Regions from separate parts of the Mus musculus genome. Here regions 1 and 2 are each linked to region 3. The links are chromatin contacts, called in public Hi-C and promoter capture Hi-C maps. All regions are on one chromosome and are shown on one strand. The core of a region is the stretch at or near the end of the contact, and the rest is flanking DNA. Distances in the headings are between cores, read along the strand shown.

Region 1 (3,651 bases), core at 825-3,324, 140 kb before region 3:
GTATACACACACAGCACACATGCACACAACACACACACACACACACACACACACACACACAAACAGTCAAGCCAAGTTCAGAAATACAGCCGTTTGCTTGTCAGTGGCTCAATGTCATAACTAAGGAACTAGGAGCTTTCCCAAATGTTTAGTCTTCACCCTGACTGTTTCTACTTTCCCCCTCTTAGTCACTACATTGCTTGCTGCTGTCTCAGACATAGCATTCGGAACCAATGATGCGCTAAGGAACATGAAAGCATTTCTTCTAGTGTGTCCTCCTCAGAGGTAAAGATACCTTCCTTCCCAGCCGGTATCCCTTGGCTCAGGGCCAGGAATTTACCACATCTCTATGCTTAAACCCGCCAGGGACTGGGTTGATGAGAACAGCTGGGGTTCCTGTCAGGCCCTAGCTCTGGGACTGAAACAGAGACAGCCTCATCTGAAGTTCATAACTGTACGGAGTTATGGAGTAGGGTGGATCCCTAAATACTTAAGGGACTGATGGTAAGAATGAAAACATTGTGGATCATGTTGCATAAAAGAGAGACAGACAGACAGACAGACAGACTTTGGCTGAGTCACGTATGAACTGCCCACTGGGACCTGAAAGGACACACAGAGAAGCTGAAAAGAAAGACGGCCTGAGAAGAGCACATTCCTGGCCGTCTGTTTCCTTGCCTGACTGGTCTGGAACTCAGATCCATCTGCCTCTGGCTTTTCAGTGATAGATCAAAAGCAGGTGGCACCATGCCTGGACTTTTGTTATTATTAACGTGATTTGTTTTCTCTGATAATAAATGACCAACTCTGCCCTCTCCCGACACACACACATCCAGAGTCTTAAGTAACTGTTGTATTAGGAAGAACCTGACCTCAGAGGCAGGAAATGGGCAACAATGTAGCAACCATAATGTGTCTCTTCCTGGCCTAGACAACAACAGCCACATTCCCAATGGTCTCTTGGCCTCCAGCCGGACTCTACAGTCCAAACTCTTTACTGCCACAAAGTGAGTTTTTCAGTAGTCAGTTCTGCCCTTAGTACAGAGTCCTAATTCCTTAACCAGCAACTCAGAATCCTTCATCATATTAACACTGGTCATCCTTGGGGTTCCCCCTCCAGTACCCTCAGCTTCAGCCTTGATAGTTAGGACCGGAGTTGAAGGATAAACAGCAAGACTTGTTTTAAAATTAGATGTAGCGCCAAACCAATAAATTCTGAGGTGCTGAATGGGTTTCAGCAGCCATGGTCTGATTAAAAGAACAAGGGGCTGGAGAGAGAATGCAGTGGCTAAGACTGCTGGTTGCTCTTGGGAAGGACACAAGTTCAGTCCCAGCACCCACCTCACAGCTCATAATCATCTGTAACTCCAGCTCAGTGCCAGGGGATCTGCGGCCTCGTCTGCCTCCATGGGCACTACACATGTGTGATCCATAGATATACATGCAGGCAAGACACACGCATAAAATAAAATAATGAATTTTTAAGGAAATTTTTTAGTAAGAAAGAATAGAACTAACTAAACTAGGTCTATTAGGAAATTTGTTAAATCAATAGAGGTAATTTCCTTAAAAAGAAGAAATTACCAAATCTACTGAACTTAAATAAAAAATAAGCACGATGCTCCACATACCTTCTATTCATCAACAATTTCTAGAAATTCTAGTAAGTATAAAAATACATAATTATAGACTACACACCTAGGAAATATAAAAATATAAGGTACATAAACTAATCTATATATATATATATATATATATAGTATAAAATAGCAGAATTAATAAAATTTTACAAGATGGCTGAATACAAGCCCTGTACGCGTAAAACAGTACCTTTAATTCCCTATGCTAACAACAGGACAACTAACTTTCTTGGAACCCTCCTACTGCAGAACTACCTAAGGTAGGTTAAAAAGAAAGAAAAGTGCCGTTTAAGTTAGCAACTCAGCTATAAAGAAAGCAGTGGGATTTTTTTTTTTTTTTTTTTTTTTTTTTTTGTCTAAAGCATGAATCACAAGCCACAGAGGCTGGGGCATAAGAGCCCACGAACACAGTGGAGCCAAGGGCATTCCCATGTGGCTTATGAAAGACAAGATGGAGGCTGGCTGATGATAGAAAGTTCAGAAATGACTACAGAGTGGGCAAAAGAAACCTGTTTGCCTTATCCCCACCACTGGGCAGAGAAAGACAAGCCATATCATAAAAATTCAGAACTAGTGCCGGGTGTGGAGACACGTGCTTTAACCCCAGCGCTTGGGAGACGGAGTGGTAGGTGGATCTCAGTGAATTTGAGGCCACCTGGGTCCACATAAGTTCCAGGCCAGCCAGGGTAACATAGAGAAACTATCTCAAAAAACAGCAACAGCAGCAGCAGCAGCAACAGCAGTGACTACATAACTGGAAATGCCCACTCCAAATCAGATCAGGGCCCACCCATCTGACACATCTGAGATCCCAGATACCCATGGCAGAGCATCTATAGTAAGGTCCTGCCAGATTGGACAGGTCCCAGGCACCGGCTGAAGCAAGCATGAGCCCTCTCTGGAGGAAGATTCCATCAAAGCTTTCTTGACAACTTTTAAAGAGACAGATTTCTAGAACCAAGCGTTTACAGCTCAGAAACGCACAATGCTCTCTCTGTGTCTCTGTCTCTGTGTCTCTGTCTCTGACTCTCTCTCTCTGTCTCTCCATACACACACACACACAACACACACAAGACTAGGCAAGACAAATCAGCAATAAGAAGTGGCAGAATGAGGCCCACGTGGAATTTAGTGACTTGAATTTTAGAGAGAATAAAAATAAACACATTATATAAGTAAATAGAATAAAACTTGAAAATGTGAGCTAGAGGTCATTGTCAAAAAGGTGAGCAGGCTCGCTCTGGTGGACTAGTGGGGCCACATGCCCATGGTAGCCAAGGAGAGGGCTGTGAGCATGCGTGCAGTGGATCACTTCTGCTTAGAGGAGTGGGGCCTCCTCTGGTTCTAAATGGAAGATCCAGAGTGTGACTCATTGCTTCCTATGCTGACATTCATAAAAGGCATGGTCTGGCTGTTACAAAGTCGGGAGAACCGGCTTCCAACTCCAGGCACGGAAGCTAGTGTGAGCATCAAATAGGAAAACTCAGACTGTATGAAACGTAATTTTTCTTTGCCACCCCCCCCCTTTTTTTTTTCCTGAGATGGGGTCTCTTTATGTAGTCCTGGCTGTCCTGGAGCTCATAATATAGACCAAGCTGGCCTCTAATTCAGAGATCCTCTTGCCTCTGCCTCCTGAGAGCTGGGATTAAAGAAGTGCACCACCACCATGCCTGGCTTTCCCTCTGACTTTGGTAAGAGTGATGGACATGACATGACCTTTAAAGAAGAGAGATGGCTCCGTGGTTTAGAGCCCTTGCTGCTCTTGCAGAAGACCCAGATCTAATTCCCAGAATCTACATGAAGGCTCATTGCAACCTCAGTTCCAGGGATTTCTGATCTCCGCAGTCACCGGCATGCACACAGTACACACACCTACAGGCAAAATGTTCAGGTGCACAAAATTAAATAATTAAGAAAAGGAAAATCCTGCTGTGTGTGTGGTGGCAGAGGACAGCGAAAACAAAAGGGAAGGATTCCAACCTATACTGAGAATTGGATTAAGACCTCAGTG
Region 2 (3,299 bases), core at 135-2,634, 200 kb after region 3:
CGTAGGGGGAACAATTAATAGCGTGTCTACTTGGTGGATCAGAGAAGGGGTAGGAAATCATATGTGTAGAATTGCAGTGTGATTTACCCAGGAATGCTGGAACATCCACATGTTGCTCGATAAACAGAGGTGAAGGAATGGCGGCTGCCGTGTTCATGCATGCATTCTTCCTTGGACCGAAGCCTTGAAGCTTCCTCTCTGGGACCTCAGAATAAAAGGGAGAAAGAATGACTCTCCTTGAAGCACTCTCCAGGATCCCAGAGATCCACTTTTCTTTTTTTCCAATATTTATTTATTCATTTTATGTATATGAGTACACTGTAGCTGTACAGATGGTTGTGAGCCACCATGTGGTGGCTGGAATTTGAACTCAGGACCTTTGGAGTGCTCTTAACCGCTGAGCCTTCTCACCAGCCCCCAAAATTCATCAAGCATTTTTTCACACTATTTATTTATTTACTTATTTATTTATTTATTTATTTATGAGTGCACACCAGAAGAGGGCATCAGATCTCATTACAGATGGTTGTGAGCCACCATGTGGTTGCTGAAAATTGAACTCTGGACCTCTGGAAGAGTGCTCTTAACCAACTCTCCAACAGGGCTTACAACTTTCAACCCAGTACTAGGGAGGCAAAAACAGGCAGATATCTGCAAGTACAAGCATGGGCTGCAAAATCTCAAAGAAGTGGGTTTGGGACTGGAGAGATGGCTCAGCACTTAGGGATACTTGCTGCTCTTCAGAGAGTACTCAGTTCCCAGCACCTACTCTGGTGGCTCACACCCACTTTTAACTCCAGTTTCAGGGGATCCAGCACTCTCTCCTGGCCTCTGTCCATGCAGGCACACAGACATAGGCTCGGGTTGGGGTTGGGGGGCTGAGTTATAGAAGTGCCTCACTTCTTGACTGTCTAGGACCAAAACTGATGTCGGTAACAGCGCCTGGCTCCATCCTAAAGCATCCTGTGCCTTTTCGATTCCCTTCCAGGGACACAAAATGCCTGTTAGAGCCTTTCTCCTAAAGGCAGTGACTATTTCCTGATTAACCTACAGTTCCATACCTGGGCAGAGAACTACAAGATGCTACTGTTTCGGTGAAGGATTTGGGGAAGAACAGCATATGGGACAGGGCCGGGAGGAAGAGATCTAGGGAGAGTGAGGAAGACTGCCAAGACTGTGAAGAAAGGCAAGGCAAGCGGAAGGAAGGTTAACCACGGCCTAGAGGCTCACCTGTCCTACAAGTGGGAGGAGCTCCGCCACAAAGTGTCACCAGGGAATTAATTGGTCCTCGATTGTTCAGGGCCAGCTTCCAGGATCCGCCCTCCACAGCCTGGGGTCCCGCCCTTTTTAGGATTTAATGCCCGCCACTTGGGCGGCCCCCGTAGCTGCCTCTTCCGCCTTCGCCAGGTGAGAGTCCACACCTAGCAGGGGCGCCCGGGCCTGGGACCAGCGGGCTCCCTTTGGGGTGCGTCGCTGGATCCCTTTTCCCGGATCCTTCCCTTCCCTCTCAGGATTTCTTCTTGGCTGCTTTCTCCCCGCTCCTCCCTTCCTATCTGTGGTGCAACACAGGGCCTTTTTGGATTTGAACTTTCTTCTGCTCTCAGTTCTCAGGCCGCCTGGGGTGACCAACTCCCCACGCTCCCCACCTCCACCTCCCACCTCAGACCTCCGATCTAGGACTTCCTCGTGGTATAACTACAGAGAGACAGGTGTGTAAAAGAGAGTCTTTGGGCAGGCAGCCCGGACCCAGAGGCCTAGAGCCTTATTTAATAATGGCTGGTGGGACTGTTTGGTAGCTGACTTAGGCTGAATGACGCAGGAGAACACCTGGGCACTGTACCTGGAACTGAGCTCAAGTGGGTGTGGAAGGACCACACACCTAGCAGTCTAGGCGGCTTTGCGAACAGTATCTTAAGTTTGGCTCTCGGCTTAGCCTTCGATTAACAGCCCAGCCCTGATATCTGTTTAATTTTCAGTGTTGCTGCCTCGGGTGTTTAAGAAGCCATGACCATGGGCATTACTGGGGTGACGTGGTAGTGTGTCCTCATTATGTGTGTTTGTTTATGTGATCCTTGGAGTTTCAGATGGGTGGTGATATATCTAGGTATCTTTGACTTGTGGAGGCAGAGAAGCGTTGTGTCTCAAGTACACCTGTGTGAGGGCGTGTTGCAGTATGCCTGCTTTTTGTGGCAGAGTATGGGAATATCTTGGACTTGAGGCGACATGTTCTGATTGTCTTAGGCATGTTTTGTAGTATATCTGTAGGTCTCAGTGTGTGTGTGTGTGTGTGTGTGAGAGAGAGAGAGAGAGAGAGGTGGTAGTGGGTGGGAGGCACTGCACCTAGTATACCTATGTTCCTGAGGTATGGTGTGTTAGCATAACAGGGCATCTCTAGTTTGTATATGGTAGGCAAAATGTCTCATATATGAAGAGGGGATATGTTTCAGTTGTATACGAGTCAATGTGTGCTGGGAACTAAATGGGCACAGTATTTGAGGGTCTGGAGTTCAAGGGCAGTAAGCCATAGGGTCAAAGCAATGGTTTTCAACCTTTGGGTCACAACTCTCCTGACAAATCCCTGTCTCCAAAAATATTTTCATTATGATTTTTAAAACTTTTTTGGTTTTTTTGTTTGTTTGTTTGTTTGTTTGTTTGTTTTCGAGACAGAGTTTCTCTGGATAGCCCTGGCTGTCCTGGAACTCACTTTGTAGACCAGGCTGGCCTCGAACTCAGAAATCCACCTGCCTCTGCCTCCCGAGTTAAAGGCGTGCACCACCACGCCCGGCTCTCATTATGATTCTTAACCAACAGAATTGCAGCTATGAAGTAGCAATGAAACTAATTTTATGGTTGAGGGTCATCACAACATGAAGAACTATATTAAAGTGTCACAGCATTAGGAAGGTTGGATATCTTGCATCCCTGGGCATTTCTGCTGTGTTAGGGTGGCAGTTGAGATTCTGTCTCTGTCTTTGGTGCTTGCCCTAGGCCATCCATTTAAAGCAGTCGGCCATCCTCCTGAGACATCTGACCCCAGACATGCTCCCTGAAGCCAGTTCCCTGTGGCTCCTTCGGCTACTCCGGGATGTTCAACTGGCCCAGTTTTACCGGCCCATCCTTGAGGAACTCAACGTCACTCGGCCAGAACATTTTGACTTTGTAAGGCCTGAGGACCTGGACAACATAGGCATGGGCAGGCCTGGTGAGGAACCTCTGCCTTACGGCCCTGTAGCTTCCCCAGCCTACCAGATGCTGGCCCTGCTCCCCCACACTTCAGGCTTGACTGTTGGTTCTCTGTC
Region 3 (3,521 bases), core at 365-2,864:
ACCTGGGCCAACCTAAATCCCGAGGTATTAGGAAGAGCGCAAACTAAGCTCTCCAGTAGACTAAGAGGGGCCGTATAGATTAAGAAATGTGGGCCGTGGACAACCCTGCAGGACCTAAAGATAGGGAAGAAAGGGGGTTATCAGAAGTGCAAAGCTTTGACCTGCCCTAGCATTCCCGAAGCCCTGGACCTCTGCTGCCACCCTGTGGCATAATATTGTCATTACAGACGATGAACCACGCCTGGGGAGTCATTGCTCCACCAAAGTGTGGGAAGGGTGGGTTTCCTCCTCTTTCCGTGAATCCTGTGCGTCTTTGGTTGCATGCAAGGAGAAAAGGTGAGCCTCTCCCACCAAGGGAGAAAATGACACTCAGTCCTGTCGGTTGGCCTGCGGGCTTTCCCTCCTGCCCCCCCCCCCCCGCCCCGTTTCCCCTCCTGTGCTCCTTCCTGCATAAAAGCACACTGCCCACCTGGGATACCTCAAGAGCTCTGTATTTGTTTGTACAGGCACACGACAGTCCCTGCTCAGAGGACAAAGTAGGGAGAGCAGATGCTTCATCTTTCATCCGTGCTGAGACCCTCAGCCCCCTCTCCAAGGGTCCCTTAAGTCAAACTGATCCTGATCACCTCCCATCCCCACCTCCACCTCCACATACACACTGTTGAAACTGAAGAAGAAAGGGACCTAACTTCAGACGGGGCTGACAATAAGCTCATGCCCCCGACCTTCAGTAGGCCCCACACCTTGGAGCCACCCTCTGCCTGGGGTCTTGAGAAATGGGTAACATTGGGAGGAAGCTTGGACATCTGTCACTGAGGATGCCAACACTATGCCCTGTACCCTATGTCCCAGCAAGAGTGATGCAGCCACTGTTTTCTGAGTGTATGGAACAGAGCTAGGGATCTCCACAGGACACAGGAGCTGAGTCGGAGGGACAGAGCCACTGATGTTCTCCTCCAGAGGGGAGAACCCCTCGCCTCTCTGAAAGGGAGCACCTCTCACCTCTCCGGAGTTGATGATGGTCATTATCATTGTCCAGGTGCTGGAAATCTTGATAATCCTTTGTCATGATGGCACTGGATCCGGACCTAGGACAGCCAAATTTAGAGCCTTTAGAGCTGAGGCCGAGGCTAACAGACTCAGAGCTGGATGAAGTCCAGTTCCCTTTTACATCTGACTAGGTGGACATACTTTCTGTCTCCCCTAACCCTATCTGCTCCCAAGCCTGACATCCAAAAATCTATCCTCTAGCTGGACATGATGACACATGCTTTTAATCCCAGTATTCAGGAAGCAGAGTCTGGTGGATCTCTGTAGGTTCGAGGCCAGCCTGGTCTACAGAGTGCATTCCAGACTAACCAAGGCTACATTCTGTCTAAGAAAAATCTCTCCTCTCCCATTCACACACACTGCGCATGTGAACCCATACAGCCACTCTCTCTTGGCTGTCACCCATCCCTTCTCCTCCTGCTGTACTTACTGAAGGTCCCTCAGCACCACGAAGAGCCCAGGCTAAGGAGGGGGCTGAAGCCTGAAGAACCAGGTGAAGAGCCCTGGGCAATGGGAGGGGAGGGGACAGGGTCCATCCAGGGCCCATGTGTGTCCGAGCACGCTGAACCTGGCATCACCAACACCGGGACTTTGAACCATAAACAGAGGTAGGAGTAGACTTGGAACTGGGGAGGTATAGGGGAGGAAAGAAGGCATGGGTGACCTCTATTCTATTTCTCAGAAAAGGGGAGTCTACACACACACACACACACACACACACAGAGGCACACACATCTACGCATGCACTTCCGCATGTTCAATACTTGTTACCTTTTTGTGGGTGAGACAGGCCTTAAAAGGCTAGGGAACAGTTTGCTGCTTGCCCTCAGAGCCCTCCCCCTTTCGGTCCTGAATTTCCCAGAATTGTCCGTATCTCCAAATATCCCTGACCAGGATCAGAGGCACCAACTGATTCCCCGCTCTTGCCCAATCCTGCCCTGTGACCTCAGTGTTATAATTGCAAGCTGTAGATTCCTGGGGTCTCAGCTCCAGGCTCCTCAGCCCTAACCTGACTGACTCACTCTATGGTAGTCCTCCAAGCAGCGCAGTGGTAACAGGAGGAGCAGCTCCCCTCTAGGATCAGGGCCAAGAAATCACTGATTCTACCATATGCCCCAGGACTTCAACCTTTCTCATCCCCAGAGAACAACCCATTCTGCAGGCAAGAAAGCTGAGGCTCTGGAAGACAAGGGCTTCTCAAAGCCATACTACACAGAAGAGCACAGACTAACACCCGGGCAGCCCAACTCAGTGACCTGTGTGCTGCCTCCAGCACCTCACTCAGAATGGGATCCTTAGCTGTCCCACGCACCAGGTCCCCAAATCCCCAGAGAGGCTTAAACATGGCCCCTCATGGTCCTGAGAGCTTCAGAGAGGCCTGTCAGAACTCAGGCTTGGGACAAGAGCAATATTCAACATATAATCCTCCTCCTGTTAGGCTCCACAGTGAGGAGTGGCCTCTGTGGCCGTCTAGAGCCTGTGAGCTATTCAGGAAGGTGCCGCTTACATAAATCCAACTACTCTGTGCGTCCTTGCTTGTCTGTGTCCTAAAAATCCGCATGTTTACATGAACCGGGCTTGCTGCCAGCGATTTTGGTGAAAATTGGGCCATTAATTTAACACTCTCTGATTTTGCCACTTACAATCTAGTTTATTCTGGCAAGCAAACAGATACAGATCCAGTCTGAATAGTAGCTCTACTCATAGAGGTAGGGACTAGCAGGGGGCACCGAGCCTCTTGCTCTCTCAGTGCTAGAGAGACCTCAGCCCTAGCTTGTAAAACTGGAAAATGCTGTAAACTCAGGATTTTTGCATCTTTCTATTTGCATATTGTCCTGGAAGAAGGCATTTTGAAATACAGTTCATACCTGAGAGCCATGCCCTAAGCTCATGGATCAGAGAGCAGTACTGGACTAATGTTAACACACATGCTTGAATAAATGTTAAGTGTGGATTGTGGATGTATGAATGAGTGTGTGTGTAGTTTTTCATCCCTTTTCAATAGATTTCTATTTAGAGAGATACATTTTATAATATATATTATACATATACTATGTATAAGTATAATATATAACATATAACATAGTATATATACATATGTATATATATATCCCATTGGATATGTGTACCAGTCATTTACCACAAAGTAAGTACCCCACAACTTAGCAACTTAAACAATAAACACAGACCATCTCCACTGTAAAGGTTAAAGTGCGGCTTCGACCATTGGTTCTGACTCAGAATAATCTCTCCTGAGGACACAACCATGATCTCAGTCAGTGCTGTGTTTGTTGAAAGACTGGACTAAGGCTGGAAAATCAACTGCCAAAGTGACTCACTCATAGGACAGGCAAGTTACTGTGGGTTGCTGCTTAGACTCCTCTGTTCCTCACCACACAGGCCTGTCCACGAGGCTGCTTGAATGTCCTCCTGACATGACGGCAGTGGGCTTAGCACCACACAGCCCATCA

What was found. A called contact is a pair of places that touch in the nucleus more often than the background predicts. Capture Hi-C pulls out chosen DNA fragments and counts their contacts.
Region 1: a contact with region 3 is called in a Hi-C map of bone marrow-derived macrophages, with 85 read pairs. The contact joins the enhancer-like site here to the promoter of Asgr1 in region 3. A contact is called at or near these places in 21 of 39 promoter capture datasets (the 3T3-L1 cell line, HPC-7-derived erythroid cells, cranial neural crest and 14 more), 6 of 15 datasets of contacts at CTCF or cohesin (the G1E-ER4 cell line, the NIH/3T3 cell line, embryonic stem cells and 3 more), 163 of 484 Hi-C or Micro-C datasets (the 63-12 cell line, the AML12 cell line, the AtT-20 cell line and 89 more), 26 of 115 datasets of contacts at active chromatin or transcription factors (CD4 single positive thymocytes, PVALB interneurons, a beta-TC-6 cell line and 18 more) and 5 of 9 other capture datasets (adipose tissue, embryonic stem cells, embryonic tail and 2 more).
Region 2: a contact with region 3 is called in a promoter capture Hi-C map of adipose tissue. The contact joins the promoter of Tnk1 here to the promoter of Asgr1 in region 3. A contact is called at or near these places in 2 of 115 datasets of contacts at active chromatin or transcription factors (double positive thymocytes and embryonic stem cells) and 1 of 9 other capture datasets (adipose tissue).

What each region holds. Positions count from the first base shown.
Region 1 is chr11:70,190,739-70,194,389 of GRCm38.p6, reverse strand. No RefSeq gene overlaps it. Among named protein-coding and RNA genes, the nearest start is that of Slc16a11, 21 kb to the left of the region's middle. Within about 2 kb of position 2,074, at least 50 of the 459 cell types and tissues checked have an H3K27ac peak or open chromatin away from gene starts, as enhancers often do. A contact at or near this core is called in the 63-12 cell line, CD8 T cells, the HL-1 cell line and 7 more, where this site is marked.
Region 2 is chr11:69,856,815-69,860,113 of GRCm38.p6, reverse strand. It overlaps Tnk1 (tyrosine kinase, non-receptor, 1), which reads left to right and starts at 1,384. Exons shown (of 14, transcript NM_031880.3): 1 at 1,384-1,407; 2 at 1,605-1,709; 3 at 2,989-3,202. The coding sequence starts at 3,040. Gm32708 (a long non-coding RNA gene) reads right to left here and starts at 1,498. Exons shown (of 5, transcript XR_879975.3): 1 at 1,231-1,498; 2 at 88-198.
Region 3 is chr11:70,052,448-70,055,968 of GRCm38.p6, reverse strand. It overlaps Asgr1 (asialoglycoprotein receptor 1), which reads right to left and starts at 1,614. Exons shown (of 9, transcript NM_009714.3): 1 at 1,481-1,614; 2 at 1,003-1,088. The coding sequence starts at 1,069.